Linked DNA regions of Mus musculus: region 1 is linked to region 2. The links are chromatin contacts, called in public HiChIP or PLAC-seq maps. All regions are on one chromosome and are shown on one strand. The core of a region is the stretch at or near the end of the contact, and the rest is flanking DNA. Distances in the headings are between cores, read along the strand shown.

What was found. HiChIP or PLAC-seq counts read pairs in DNA pulled down with a chosen protein or histone mark.
Region 1: a contact with region 2 is called in an H3K27ac HiChIP or PLAC-seq map of acute myeloid leukemia, with 8 times the contacts expected there. The contact joins two enhancer-like sites. A contact is called at or near these places in 2 of 39 promoter capture datasets (hippocampal neurons and pre-B cells), 2 of 115 datasets of contacts at active chromatin or transcription factors (acute myeloid leukemia and embryonic stem cells) and 1 of 9 other capture datasets (adipose tissue).

What each region holds. Positions count from the first base shown.
Region 1 is chr10:93,068,014-93,075,369 of GRCm38.p6, forward strand. It overlaps Cfap54 (cilia and flagella associated protein 54), which reads right to left. Exons shown (of 68, transcript NM_001347060.2): 2 at 1,816-1,921. Gm40739 (a long non-coding RNA gene) reads left to right here and starts at 6,795. Exons shown (of 3, transcript XR_871950.2): 1 at 6,795-6,985; 2 at 7,088-7,243. Within about 2 kb of position 1,483, at least 190 of the 459 cell types and tissues checked have an H3K27ac peak or open chromatin away from gene starts, as enhancers often do. A contact at or near this core is called in acute myeloid leukemia, where this site is marked.
Region 2 is chr10:91,206,049-91,212,929 of GRCm38.p6, forward strand. 4930534H03Rik (RIKEN cDNA 4930534H03 gene) reads right to left here. Exons shown (of 4, transcript NR_151510.1): 4 at 2,446-2,810. Among named protein-coding and RNA genes, the nearest start is that of 4930534H03Rik, 11 kb to the right of the region's middle. Within about 2 kb of position 3,048, at least 35 of the 459 cell types and tissues checked have an H3K27ac peak or open chromatin away from gene starts, as enhancers often do. A contact at or near this core is called in acute myeloid leukemia, where this site is marked.

The sequences.
Region 1 (7,356 bases), core at 233-2,732, 1.9 Mb after region 2:
TCAGCTATCAGCTATCACTCCACTCCACAGAAATAGAGCTTGGAAGTCACTTATTTCCCCCCAAACCCTGCGTTTTCAATTGTGTGAGAACCATGGCACATGCATGTGGAGCTAAGACTTCCTTTAATTTAGGAAGAGGAAGTGGGATCCAACTAGCTCTGTGGGTGAAAAGGTCCCAGAAAGAAAGGCACCTTAGACAGAAACTTCTGGATGGCTGATGGCGATTAGAATTGCCAGGACCGAGGAGAGGTTGATATTGCAGGTCCAGAGTCTAATTACAATTTATCTTGGGCTACCGTTTAGCCCCTTTAAAGCATCTCTTGCCTGCCTCTGTGTTTGATCCTCGTGACTTGACTGCCAGGTAAAATCACTTGGAATATGTTAACTTTGGAGACCTCCCAGAACTGCCACCAACCAAAAGGTTAAATATGTCATCAGAGAGTTATCTGAGGCTTGCACAGATTTCCCACTTTGCTGTGACCTGCCGGCCTCATGTTTCTACCAATTTATTTGAAAGGTGTCCTCGTGTAAGACTAAAAAGTCATAAATGACTATACAGGCTTCGTGAAACTGTTAACCATATTGGACAAGTGATTTGGGGAAACCTGAATCTGTACCCCTAGGCCATGGCCACTCACATTTGGCTTCAGAAAAAAAATGATCTCTTTATCTTACCTGGGGTAAGTGTTGTATTTTTGCATTGATGGTCTTTTAAAATGGAAGCATTTCTGTGCCTTCTCTATTTCAGTGGTTCTCGGCCTTCCTAATGCCACTGCAACCCTCTATAACACAGTTCCTCATGCTGTAGTTACTCCCAACCATAAAATTATTTCATTGCTACCTCATAACTTTAAGTTAGCTACTGTTTTGAATTGTGACAATTATCTCTGATATGCAAGATGCAAGACAGCTGATATGTGACAAGCCCAGGGGTCGGGACCCATAGGTTGAGAAACCATGCTCTATTGGGTAATTTTTGCCTCCCAATACATAGATTAAAGTCTAAGAAATAGACACAGAGGAAGAAAATCAAGCTGGGAAACTGAAAAAATTTGAGAAGGCACTCACTCACACCGCCCATGCCTGGCCTAAAATTCCCGTGCATAAATTAACTCCTTGTCCAACACTGTATAGAACTTGCTATATTTGGGCTTAGGCCAGTGATATGGGGTTAAACTCACAAGTTCACAAACTGAAAGCCCAGCCTTGGCAGGGTCTTATCAAGCCAAGCCCAGGTCCATGACCTTCAAAGACGTAGACCCTGACACAGAACTCACACCATGGTACATGCTCAGTTTCTGGTATAATACTGAGCGGGGGGAAACGGCATATATGCCACAGTTGCTAGACTCACAGTAAAGCAAAAATATTCAGAAAACTAGAAGTCATTAAAACAGGACACTGAACAGCCAGGCCGTTGGCCTGAGGGGCTGACAGGGCAAGGCCACAGGCCTAGGGAAAAACAACAGGAAATAGTGTCTGGGCTCCTTTGTGTAAGTTAGGAACATGGTGACTCAGCACTTCCTGCTGTAGGTCCACCACACCCTCTGCTGAGCTGAGCTGCCCTCCCATCCCAGGCTCCCTTTGGTCCCTGAAGGAACCACCTGGAGACTTTCAAATACAAAATAAAAGGGCAGGCTTTGTAGTTGTTATGGCTGTTACTATACCTCAGTACAGTTTTACTTATTTGCATATTGTTTCCAATATTAAAAAAAAAATTAAACCCTTTAGACTAGGAAGGCTATCAACCCAAATACTAAGTAGCCAAAGGAGTTTGTTTCTAGCTGGCTCTCTGTCTGTTTTGTAACCACTTACTTTTATTTGACAGAGGCTGTCTCCAACCTTCAGGAGCTTCTCGTTGTAATAGTTGGACGGCAGCCTGGGAGCATATTTGGTCCAGATATTAAACAGCGTGGTGGCACTGTAAGAGTCATGAAGTGAAAAGACATCTTCAGAATGAGCAGGCAGTGTCAATTAATTCGTGGGCAACCCCTTTCTCACCTGCCTTGTGCTGAGTCTTTCTCATATTCCTTATTGTTAACGTCTAAGGATCAACAAACATTAGTATATCTAGTGTGTGCCCACCGTTGACTGGAGCCCCTTTTTATATGTGTTTAAAAAAAACCTCCTTTTGAGAACAGCTTTTAACTTCACAGTGAAGAAAATCCAGAGATGTTCCTCCATCTCCATCCCCAGGCATAAGCAAGCTGTGTGTCCTCTATGGGTATCCACCCTTCTGGGGTTCTTCGTCTCAAGAGAGATCTTCGAGGTGGACTCGGAAGGAAGTCCAAGGACCATTTTACTAAAGGAAGGAACGTAGTGCAGGCTAGATAAAGAGCCCGGAAGCAGCCAGGAGATGGAGCAAAAGTCATGCCTTTTAAGTTAGGCATGGGATAGAAAGAGACAGATGATTACTAAAGGAGAAAACACTCCCGAGAAAGAAGTGAGCCAGTAAGCCAAGGAGAGAGCCATATGGTATATGTTCTGTTATAGCTCTCTCCTCTCTCTGCTTTGCATTTCATTTGTTCCACGCATGCTCAGTTCCTCAGGTTGTGTCAGGATCTCCAGTGTTCCTCGGCAGACTGACTTCTTTCTTATGTTACCCTTTTTTTTTTTTTTTAATGTATGAGTGTTTTTGCCTTGCATGCATGTATTTGCAGTACCCTGGAAGACCAGAAGAGGGCATCAGATGACCTGTAGCCATCTACAGGTGGTTGTGAGGCACCAGTGGGGGCAGGGAACTGAACCCAAGAGCAGGAAGTTCTCTTCACCACTGAGCCATTTCTCCAGCCCCCTCCCTGGTTTATCTTGATGTAGCTTTTGTTTCGGTTCCTACTTTTTTTTTTTTTTTACTGTATCTTGTAACAACTGATGAGGCAACCCTAGCACATCACGTATTGACAAAGTCCAGGGTTTCTGGCAGGGTTCACTCTTGGTGATGTACTTTTGATGAGCTTCAGACACATGTATAATGATACATATCAGCACTGCTTCAAGATACAATGTTTCACTGTCCTGAAATTCCTCTGGGCTCCACCTACACATTTCTCCCTTGTTCCCTAATCACTGATCTTTTTACTGTCGCCATAACTTTCCTCTTACAGAATGCCACATAGTATGTAATCTTTTCAGACTGCCTTCTTTCTTTTGGGAGTATGTATCACATTCCTCTATGTCTCCCCTGGTTCGCCAGTTTGTTTCTTCTATTGATTAATATTACATGATTGGATAAGACTGTCACTTATTTTTCACTAACCTTATAAAGAATGTGGTTGCTGCTTACAAATTTTAACAATTATAGGTAAAACTGCTAAGCGTATCTGGGGTTTGAGAGGCAGCTCAGTTAAGAAAGCGCTTACTGCATAACATGAGGGCCTGAGTTGGAGTCCCAGAACCCACGTAAACAGCCTCGTCCCGTGGCACTTGCTTGTGGTCTCAGGGAAGCAGAGCCAGGAGGATCTCTATGATTCACTGGCCAGTACCTATCCTAATTTGTACGCCCCAGATTTCAGCAAGAGACACTGTCTAGAAAACAAAAGATAGCTCTTGATGAAGGGCAGTCAAGGTTGAACACTGGCCTCTCTCTCTCTCTCTCTCTACACACACACACACACACACACACACACACACACACACACTAGTGGAGGGAAGTAAAGGGGAGAAAGGAAGAGGGAGAGGGAGAGAGGGGGGAGGAGGAGGGGGAAGGGGAGAGGGAGAGGGAGAGAGAGAGAGGGAGAGAGAGAGGAGGAGGAGAGAGAGAGAGAGAGAGAGAGAGAGAGAGACTGGTATCCACATGCAGGATTTTATATGGATATAATCTTCCTTTGGGTAAGTGCCAAGAGCCACAATTACTAGATGGCATTAATAGCTTTGTGAGACATCATCACCTGTCTTCCACAAAGCCACATCTGCCGTTCTGCAACCCTTCCAGCATGAAGCTTCTGGTCTCATCAGCATTCAGAGCTGTCAGAGTCCTGGATTTCAGCCTTGCAGTCCTGTGTAGGCGGTCTCACAGTTGTTTGAATCTGAAGTTCCCCCGATGTTGTTGTATGTGGAGCATCTTCTTATGTTTATTTTCCATCTGTGTATACCTCTTTGGTGAGATGTCTGTTGGCTCTTAGGCCAATTTTTAAAAACAGGTTGGTTTGAGGTTTTTGGGGTTTGTTTGTTTTTTAAGTCCATTGCATGTTGTGGACAACAGTTTTGGGTTTTGGTGTTTTTTTTTTTTTCTATCATATATGGAATTTGAGAGTGTTTAGTTTACAGCATAGCCGGTCAGTGATAGTCCACCCCTTTAATCCCAGCACTCAGGAGACAAGAGGCAGGCAGATCTCTGAGTTTGAGGCCAACCTGATCTACAGAATGAGTTCCAGGGCAGCCAGTACGACACCGAGAAACCCTGTCTCAAAACAACAACAACAAAGCTTACAGACTATTCTGCCTATGTTTTTTTCATATTCTTTACAAAGAGCAGAAATCTTTAATTTTAATCAAATTAAGTTGTTCATGCCATTGGAATTATGTCTAAAAAGTAATTGCCAAATCCAAGGTCACCCCGGTTTTCTCTTAGGAATTTTGCTGTTTGGAGCCTTACATTTAAGACAGGTGATCCTCTGAGTTGATTTCCAGGATGGAGGAAGTCTGTACCTAATTTCATTTTCTTGCATGTAGTTGTTGAGCATTTCCAGCATCAATCGGTCTCAGCTCTATTCCTTTGTCAAACTACAGACTGTACGTCTGGGCTGTGTATTCTTCCCCATTGATTTACCCAAGATCCTTTCATCAATATCACGCTAGCTGTTTATAAATCCTGAGAGGGTGCTGTATTTGATCTGCCAGCTTTGTTTCTTTGGGTTTTGTATGTTTGTAACTCATTACAAACAAGGTAGGAAATAAATAGAGACAGGGTCATGGCCCTCCCTTCTCCCAGAGGTCATTGGCCACTGGCCCATGAGGACAAAAGGGAGCAGAGTCAACAAACAGGGTTTCAGATGACCTTTGTGTATGAACAGAAATGACAACGCTTGGTGATCAGCTTTGGGGACAAAGATCAACTTTATTTGGGGTGAATCAAGATTTATATAGTTTGGGGGAAGGTGGTTGGAATATCCAGTGTGGCTGAAGGCTAAATAAGGTACTGAGAGACCTCCTTAGCATGGAGATGCATTCCAGGAATCTCAGGTGCTTGCTGAATGGGTTTGATATCAGGAGAAAGGACGCTGGATCTGTAACTTCGCCAAGGCTACATGACATTCCGCAGGTAGAGGACATGGAGGTTTGGAGCTCCCCAGACAAGGTCAGAGAAGAAACCATGCCAGTAAACGGAGTCCACCATTTTGCACCGAGCTGTGGGCTTTCCAGCAGCATCAGACTTTGACCTGCTAACTAGCAGGGCTTCCCAACACGGAGTCTCACTATGAAGCCCTAGCCACCCTCAGACCTAATATCTTCTTGGCACACACACTCCAATGTGGCAAAATTACAGGCATGTGCCACCACTTCAACTATAGTATTCACTTCTTGTCTTAAGAGGTATGAGTACCTAATACAGGTAGAGTGTCTTAGTTTCTTTTCCTGTTGCTGTGATAAAATACTCTGACATTTAAGACAACTTAAGAGGGAAATGGTTTCTTCTGTCTCACAAGTGAAGGTACAGTCTATCATGGCGGGGGCGTCAAGGTGGCAAGATCAAGAAACGGCTGGTTGTGACACATCCACAATCAAGACCTCATGTTTACCTGGCCTTCTCAAGTCTGTGCAGTCCAGGATGCTAACTCGGGAAGATGCAGACCCTGTGATGCAGAGACTGCATCTTCCCACCTAAGATGGTGTCCCACCGACATGCCAAGAAGGTAAGCTAACTTAGAGAAGCCCTCACAGGTCTTACGAGGGCTTATCTCCTAGGTTTTAAGGAGGCAATCTGAGATTCTGTCAAGTTGGCAGCTAACACTAACTTCACAGTAGTCAGGGAAGGTATAAAGCAGCGGTTCTCAGCCTTCCTAACACTGCGACCCTTTAATACGGTTCCTCGTTGTTGTGGTGACGCCCAACCATAGCATCATTTTCATTGCTACTTAATAACTGTAATTTTGCTACTGTTATAAATGTAGCACATGAGTTGTAATGTAAATATCTGTTTTCTGATGGTCTTAGGGGACCCCTGAGAAAGGGTCCTTCAATCCCCAATAGGGTCATAACCCACAGGTTGAGAACCACATGTATAAAGGAAGCAAAGAGGGAGGGAGGGAAAATGAAGGGGAGGGAAGGATGGGGGGGGTGAATGGAGCAGCAGTAGGTAGGTTGGGGAAAATTCTTGCTTTTATTTTATTCTTTTTCATGGAGAGTTCAAATATCCAGTCAATCCATTTAGCATTACGCTTCCTTCCGCCATATAGAATAAAAATAAGCCATCGGTATTATAAAAGTGGTGTTTAATTCAAATGAGCAAGGTAATAAATCATTGCCTAATTTATCCATTCATTGAGTTAACCCCGATTTCTTCTCTCTCTCCAGAATGTTATGAGTGCCTCTGGGAGAGAAGAGAAGAGAAGAGAAGAGAAAAGAAGAGAAGAGAAGAGAAGAGAAGAGAAGAGAAGAGAAGAGAAGAGAAGAGAAGAGAAGAGAAGAGAAGAGAAGAGAGGGGAGGGGAGGGGAGGGGAGGGGAGGGGAGGGGAGGGGAGGGGAGGGGAGGGGAGGGGAGGGGAGGGGAGGGGAGGGGAGAAGAAGAGAAGAGAAGAGAAGAGAAGAGAAGAGAAGAGAAGAGAAGAGAAGAGAAGAGAAGAGAAGAGAAGAGAAGAGAAGAGAAGAGAAGAGAAGAGAGGAAGAAGGAAAAAAGCTAAACTCCCCTTAAAGTTGCCCAATGCTGCCTTCTAGATACAGGCCAGGCTGGGAAGAGAATGCATCCTTCCAGACCCAAGCACACTGTTGGAGCCTTAACCCCCAGGGCAGCTGCACTGGAAACTTCACCTCTGAGGAAGCAATTAAGGTTAAATGAGGTCATGTGGTAGGATCTTGGTCTGAGGGGATTTATCTCCTTCCCAGAAGAGAGTCCCAGAGTTTGTGCTCACTCTTGCTCTCTTTCTTTCAGACTTCTTCAGAGGAAGGACCCTGGGAAGGCAGAACAGTTTCCCAAACCAGAAAAAGAGCCCTGACAAGATCCTGACTAACCTGGAACATGAAGTCTTCAGAACTATGAAAAAAAAAAAACTGCTTTCTTTAAGCCACTCAGTCTGTGATAATCGTGGTAAGGCAACAAGAACTGACGAAATACAGGCAACAGTCTAAACTTAAGGACTGGAGATTCCTAAGAATTGGTGATGGCATGTGCCTTTAATCCCAGCACTTGGGAGGCATAGG
Region 2 (6,881 bases), core at 1,798-4,297:
ATATCGGTATGGACAGGGAGGTAGAGGGACAGCTAGCAATTACAGCCAGTGTTCTGAGTAGTGAGCTACCAGAAGCACAGAGTTATGGGAACACGTATGACATATCTGGGGGCAAGGTACTGAAACCTAGCTTATGCGAAAGTGGAAACTTGGGAAAAGGTGAAGGCTGATGGAATAGGGGTCATTGGGGCTAACAACTGCAGTGTTTTCTTTCCCTCCGTCTCCAGCTCCACTTCTGTGCGCGCGCGCGCGCGCGCGCGCGCACGCACACACACACACACACACACACACACACACACACACACACACACACACACATACACACACACACACATGACATCTACTGGTCTCACCACCAGAAACAAAACTCGTTTCCTGCTTTAGTTACAGAAATCTCAGAGAATGGTTCTTACTGTTTGTGGTTGATTTCTAGGTTGGAATCCATTGCTCAGCCAACTTTATGTATAGAGATAGAGCAACATACAAATAAATTCCCCACTAAAGCGGCTTGCTGATTGACAACAGTGACTGAGAGCAGATGGAGTCAGAGGGCCCTATGAGGCTCTACCTTTCCTTAACAACTTAGAGGCAATTAATGGTTAGTACAGCACAATTCCTCCCTGAGGCTATGTTGACAGTTGATGATTTCTGAGAAGAGATATTTTCTTCAGTGGCATAAGAGACTCCTGCAAATAATCCCTCCCTCATACTCTTATGGGTAACCCCAGTGACACTCACTGTGTCATTAAAAAAACAAACAAACATGAAAAATAGAAGAAATAAAAGTGAAACCAAACGGGAAGAGGTAAGAAAAAGAAAGTGGGAATAAAAGGAAAACAAAAAGGGATCATGGGGTGAATATGCCCAAAATGTGTTAAAATGAATCATACATGTATTATACATGTGTCCAATGTATCAAAATGTTATAATGAAACCCATTATTTATAACTACCATGTTGTCTTAGGGCTTTACTGCTGTGAACAGACACCATGACCAAGGCAAGTCTTATAAAGGACAATGTTTCATCGGGGCTGGCTTACAGGTTCAGAGGTTCAGTCCATTATCATCAAGGTGAAACATGGCAACATCCAGGCAGGCATGGTACAGGCAGAACTGAGAGATCTACATCTACATCTGAAGGCTGCTAGCAGAATACTGGCTTCCAGGCAGCTAGGATGAAGATCTTAAAGTATCCACCCACAGTTTTACACTACCTCCAACAAGGCCACTCCAACAGGGCCATACCTTCTAATAGTGCCACTCCCTGGGCTGAGCATATACAAACCATCACACATGTGCTAAGAAAAACAAACAAACAGGGGCTGGAGAGATGGCTAAGAGATTAAGAGCACTGGCTGCTCTTCCAGAGGTCCTGAGTTCAATTCCAAGGAACCACATGATGGCTCACAACCATCTTTAATGACATCTGGTGCCCTCTTCTGGTCTTTAGGCATACATGCAGGAGACTGCTGTATACATAATGAATAAATCTTTCAAACAAATGAAAGAAAGTGACTAATAGCAAGTGCTTTAGGTCAGTAGTCTTAGACTTGGTATCTCTCTACACAACAAATTGGCCCCAAACTTAGTGGCTTGAACAATAATAAAATGTTATGCTGTCACATCATCTCTGTGGTTTGATTTGGTTGGGTCATTCTGACTCGGGATATCTCATGAAATCATAGTCTAAGAGGTATACGTTGGGGTTGTGCTCATCTGAAGGTGCCATTAGGGCTGGATGGTCTGATTCCAGGATGGCGAATGTGCTTCCTCAGTTCCTCTCTGTGTGAGGCTTGCCACGGGCATCCTGTGTCCTCATGACAGGGCAGCTGCCTTTGTAAAGGACGACCAGTCAAGAGGGTGCAAGGTGGAACCTCCAGTGTCTTTAAAGGTCTAGTCTCAACATTCATACTCTATCAATGAGGATGCAAGGCTGGGTATCTCAGGAGGGAAGGGTTGCTTGGGCCATCTGAGAGGCTGGCTACCATACTCTACCCCCTAACACACTATATAGGATGACACAGTAAATTGTTATGTGAGTAATAGGCTTTACAGCCAGGCCAGCTTGAGAAAAGTTTTGTTAAACCAAATTAAAAAGAGGCCCTTTCTTTCTTTTTACTTTCTCTCTTTCTCTTTCTTCCCCCCTCTCTTCCTCCCTCCCTCCCTGTCTTTCTTTCTTTCCTTCCTTCCTGTCTCCTTCCACCCCCTCTTTTTGAGACAGAGTCTTTCTTTCTACATAGCTCTGGCTGTCCTGGAATTCCTTATTGATTGAGTAAGCATCAATCTCACAGAGATCTACCTGTCTCTGCCTTGCAACTGCCGGGATTAAAGGCATGCAAAACCATGGCCAACACCAGGCCCCCTTTCTTGACTCTTTTCTTAGAGACTTTAATATCTGAGTCCGACTTTGAATTTCTGGAAGGCAGAGAGAGTAAGCCGTAGCAGTAGCAGATCCCCTTCTTATTCTACAACTTTCCCACGAGGGGCCCCTTCTCCCCTCCCAGACCCCTCTGAAAGCACAGCAGGGCTGCCTGTCTCCTGCTAAACATTCAGTCTCAGGCCAAGCAATCTGTTTCCATTTGGAGCTGGTCCTGTTGATTTTGGGCACTGTACATCTTGAGAATGTAGAAGTGATTAGAAAGTGTAGCAACACGCTTTCCCACGAGGTGCCTATCTGACTCGGAGGGAGTTCTGCAAGAGAAGTTTTACGAAGCTGTCTGCTGGCAATGGTCCCGAGTGATGGTCCCTACAGAGGCACATGCTGTTCGGAGTCAGACGTAAAAGTCCAGACTGCTGCTGGAGAGTATGTCTGTAGGAGAAACATGAGAGATAGGCTAGTTACATCTTGCACTTTGACCTTTTGCCAACACCTATTGAGTTTTCTGCTTTGGGGATTTTGCCACTCTCATCTTATTATTATTATTTTTTTATGGTAACAATCCAGTTCCTTTGGCGTGTTTGTTGCATTTCTGTGATCTGCTTACGCCATCTTGAATCATTTATCTCAGTATAAACCGCTGAGGTGGTACGTGTGTGAGAGAGCCTACACCATATGTATTTATAGCCACGTGCTCCCTGATGAGCTGTTTCCAAGGGCAGCATCTGTTCTTGTGAATATTTCATAATATTTGGTATCCAGCCTTTATAATAATCAGTCTCTGTCATCTGATGATGTCCCATTTACGATAGTTTCTTCTTTAATACTTTTGGTCAATTATACTTTTTTAATACAGGGAGTATATTAATCAGCATCTAAATTAAAATAAGAGATATCAAACAAAGCAACAAAAACAGAATTTCGAAGGTTTTACGTTTCCATTACACGATGTGTGTTTTTCAAAAAGAGCTGGGGGCTGGGAGGGCAGATTTTTGTTAGGCCTCTTGCAAGACCCTGGGGTTTCTCACAACTTCTTGCTTTCTTGCACAAGATGGAGTTTCACAATGTCCAGTTCCACCTAACAGCTTTTTTTTTTTTTTGAATCGCAAATCTACATTACCATGCATGATTTTCGTTTTTGAGAGAAAATTCAATAAATCCCTAAACACAACCACTTAGATCTGTATGGGTTCAGCCACTGATTTCAGAAAATAGTGAGTTATTTACTTACTGTTCATCTGCCGCCTTTAAAGAGTACTTGAAACCTTGCAGGATGGTAACGTTTCCTGAGTTCTCAACACTAGAGAACCAAGCCTATTTAGGAGACCTAGATTCTTATTTCCTCTAACACCTACTGGTTTTAATGTAGCAGAGGAAGTACAACCATATTGGCTGTAAAATCTGATGCTCTTAAAGCTGGAAGAGCGGTCCACATGCCTCCGAATGTCACTCTCACCAAGGCCTTTCTCCACAGAAAAGTGCTTTGCAAACCACTGACTATCAGACATGAGATGACTTCAAGCAGTGTATGATGGAACTTCAAAGAAAATTTCCCCCAACTCTGAGATCAAACACAAGGCCTGTTCACAATAAACAGGCACATTATCATTGAACCCTAGTCTAAATTATAAAAAGTGTAATCACAAGTTACTCATTGAACTGGATTGGGTAGTCTATTGGTTTGCTGTGATAAAATACTGTCCAAGTTTTGGGGAAGAAGGAGTTTTGTTTTACACATCCTGATCACAGGATATTAATGAGGGAAGCCAAGACAGGAACGAAGGCAGAACAGAAACTTGGAGATAGGAAATGAAGCAGCCAAGGAGAAATGCTGCTTCCTGGGTCATTCCCCATAGTTTGCTCAGCTTGCTTTCTATTTCTTTTTCTTAAGATTTATTTATTTAATGTATATAAGTGCTCTATCTGCATGTACACCTGCATGTCAGAAGAGGGCATCAGATCCTGTTATAGATGGTTGTGAGCCACCATGTGGTTGCTGGGAATTGAACTCAGGACCCCTGGAAGAGCATCCAGCTCCCCTAACTGCTTAGCCATCTCTCCACTTCCCAGCCTGCTTTCTTATACAAAGTAGGAGCGTCTGCCTAAAGGGAAATACAAAGGGTGTGTGGTTTTGTCCTTAAAAAGCTCCTATAGTATGTGACTCGTTGCTACCACTTGGTGAGATTCCGGAGAATGGACCTGACCACAATCCATCCTGGTTAGTGTTTAATTAAAACTTGCTTCAGATTTGGCTCAAAATTGTGGAAGTGGCTTTGCTCTCTCAAATCTCAGGATCAACAGGGGATGGCAAACACACATGAGCACAGAGCTGAGTGCTCGTACATTTCTTCCTTTTTTTATTTTTATTTTTTATTTTTTTACACTTATTTATTCACTTAGTTATGTATGCCCAGCAGTGAAGGCATGCCACAGTGTGCCACAGTGTGTGTGTGTAGGTCAGGGGATGACCTGTGGATGTTGCTTCTCTTTTTCCTGCATGTGGCTCCTGGGGACCGAACTCAGGTGGTCAGGCTTGGTGGCGTGTGCCTTTACTCATTGAATCATTTCGTTGTCTGCCACAGAGTTCATGAACTTCAAGTGTCAAGTGATGGGCAGTCGTTTAGCCTGGATCTAACTAAGATCTATCTGGTGGTCCTTAACAGTGGCTCTGTTTGGGAGGTCGTGTGAGAATGATCGGGTGTCAGATGCTTCATCCATCCTTGTAGCCCATTCACTAAGACTAAGATAATAGTTATGACACCTATTATATATGCCTTATGTCGGGAGAACGTTGTGCCCTTCCCCTAGCCTTGAGCAGGCTAAATAGACCTTAAGTGTTTGCCACAGTTGGCCTTCGCCTGACTTAGGTGGAGTCTTCTGCCTTGCTGCACCTGCAGTTTCCTACAGGAACAGGCTGCCTATAGAGCTTGCATTGCAACATAATCCAGCTGAAACAAAGCAACATAATCCATTTGAAACAAAGGATGGGTCTGTGGGCTCTCCCTATATAAATACAGTGCTAAATAGTAAACTTTGAGCCTTGATCAGAAACCTTTGTCTTGACTTCATCCCTCTCTCGCCTGCCCGTCCCTTTTCATTTCCAGCCTCCCTTTCAGGTACCCAGTTCATCCATGGCTGCCGGACAGCTACAAAACCTATTTTCTTTACTGGGCATAATTTTAAAAAGGATGGGTGAAGAAAGAATTGATCTGGGTTTGCTAATGCTGATTGCTAACAAGATTGCTAAACTAACTAGGTATTAGTCTCTTTTTACTTAGACATACATAGCAGATACATTTCAGAGAAATATATAAAACTATGTTTGATTTTAGCTTTGCCTCGGAACTGTTTGTTCCAAAGGAATTCCATAAATAGTTTCTGTAGAACAAATAAAAGTTACAGTTAAGAGGATAAAATGTATCACACACACACACACACACAAAATACCCTGACGTATTTGTTACATAAATCTTATTCTATTATGCTCAAGGCTTATTCTGTTGATATTTACTTAGATAATACATTTCAGTTCCTAAATGGGCTGAATACTGTCCTGATAAATTCCTAAGTTGGAAGTTCCGACTCCTGGTGTTTTAGGATGTGACTATTCTGGGAGATGGGGTATCAATCCAGTTTGTCTGATGTCCTCAGGAAAGGACATTAGGATGCAGATGTGTTCTGAGTAACATTCCAGAAGACAGCTTTCATCTTGAACAGTCTTCCTGCCTCAACCTCCTGAGAGCTGGGGTTATAAACATCCACCACCATGTTGGATATGTTATTCCAATGATTGTGACTTTATAATGTGTTTTATATGGAGTCTCTTCTTTTTCTAAAAAAAACATTTTGACTCTTGGATATTTTTCACAGATTAACTTTAAAATTAGCTTTCATTTCTATCAAATACGCTATTGGAATTTTGACACAAATGGTGTCACATTTATTGACCATTTGGAGTTGAAATGTTGGGTGTTACTCCTTGGTGAAACATTTATCAAGTAACAAGTGCTTCACAGTGTCCTATACTTGTGCCCTGGGGCTTGTGGACGAATTGGGTTAAGATGGAATATCTGTCAGGTGGGGCTCTTGTTCAGAATGCTAAACAGAATTTCCTTACTGACCTGCTACACGTTTGTGGTGTGGAATGAGGAGTGATTGTTATTGTTGTCAAAATCATTTATGGCAAACTAAGTTATTTATTCTGACTCGTATGTTCTCTCAAAGATACTGATATTCAGTTAATTTGACCTAAACTATTTCAGATCTAAAAGTTCTACTTTTAAGGAAATCTTAAAACATCAGTAGGTTGCATGCAAACACAATTATCAAGGAAACTAATTAAAATGTAGTCAAATCCTTTTCCTTACAAGTAGTGAAACCAAGATGATCTTCCCAGAACCCTGAACTTCACCCCTGACTGGACAGTGGTATTTGAAGGAAGGACCAAGACAGTGGAAACACACAAGTGTGAAGAGAAAATGGTGGTTTCAGTCTCACCAGGGT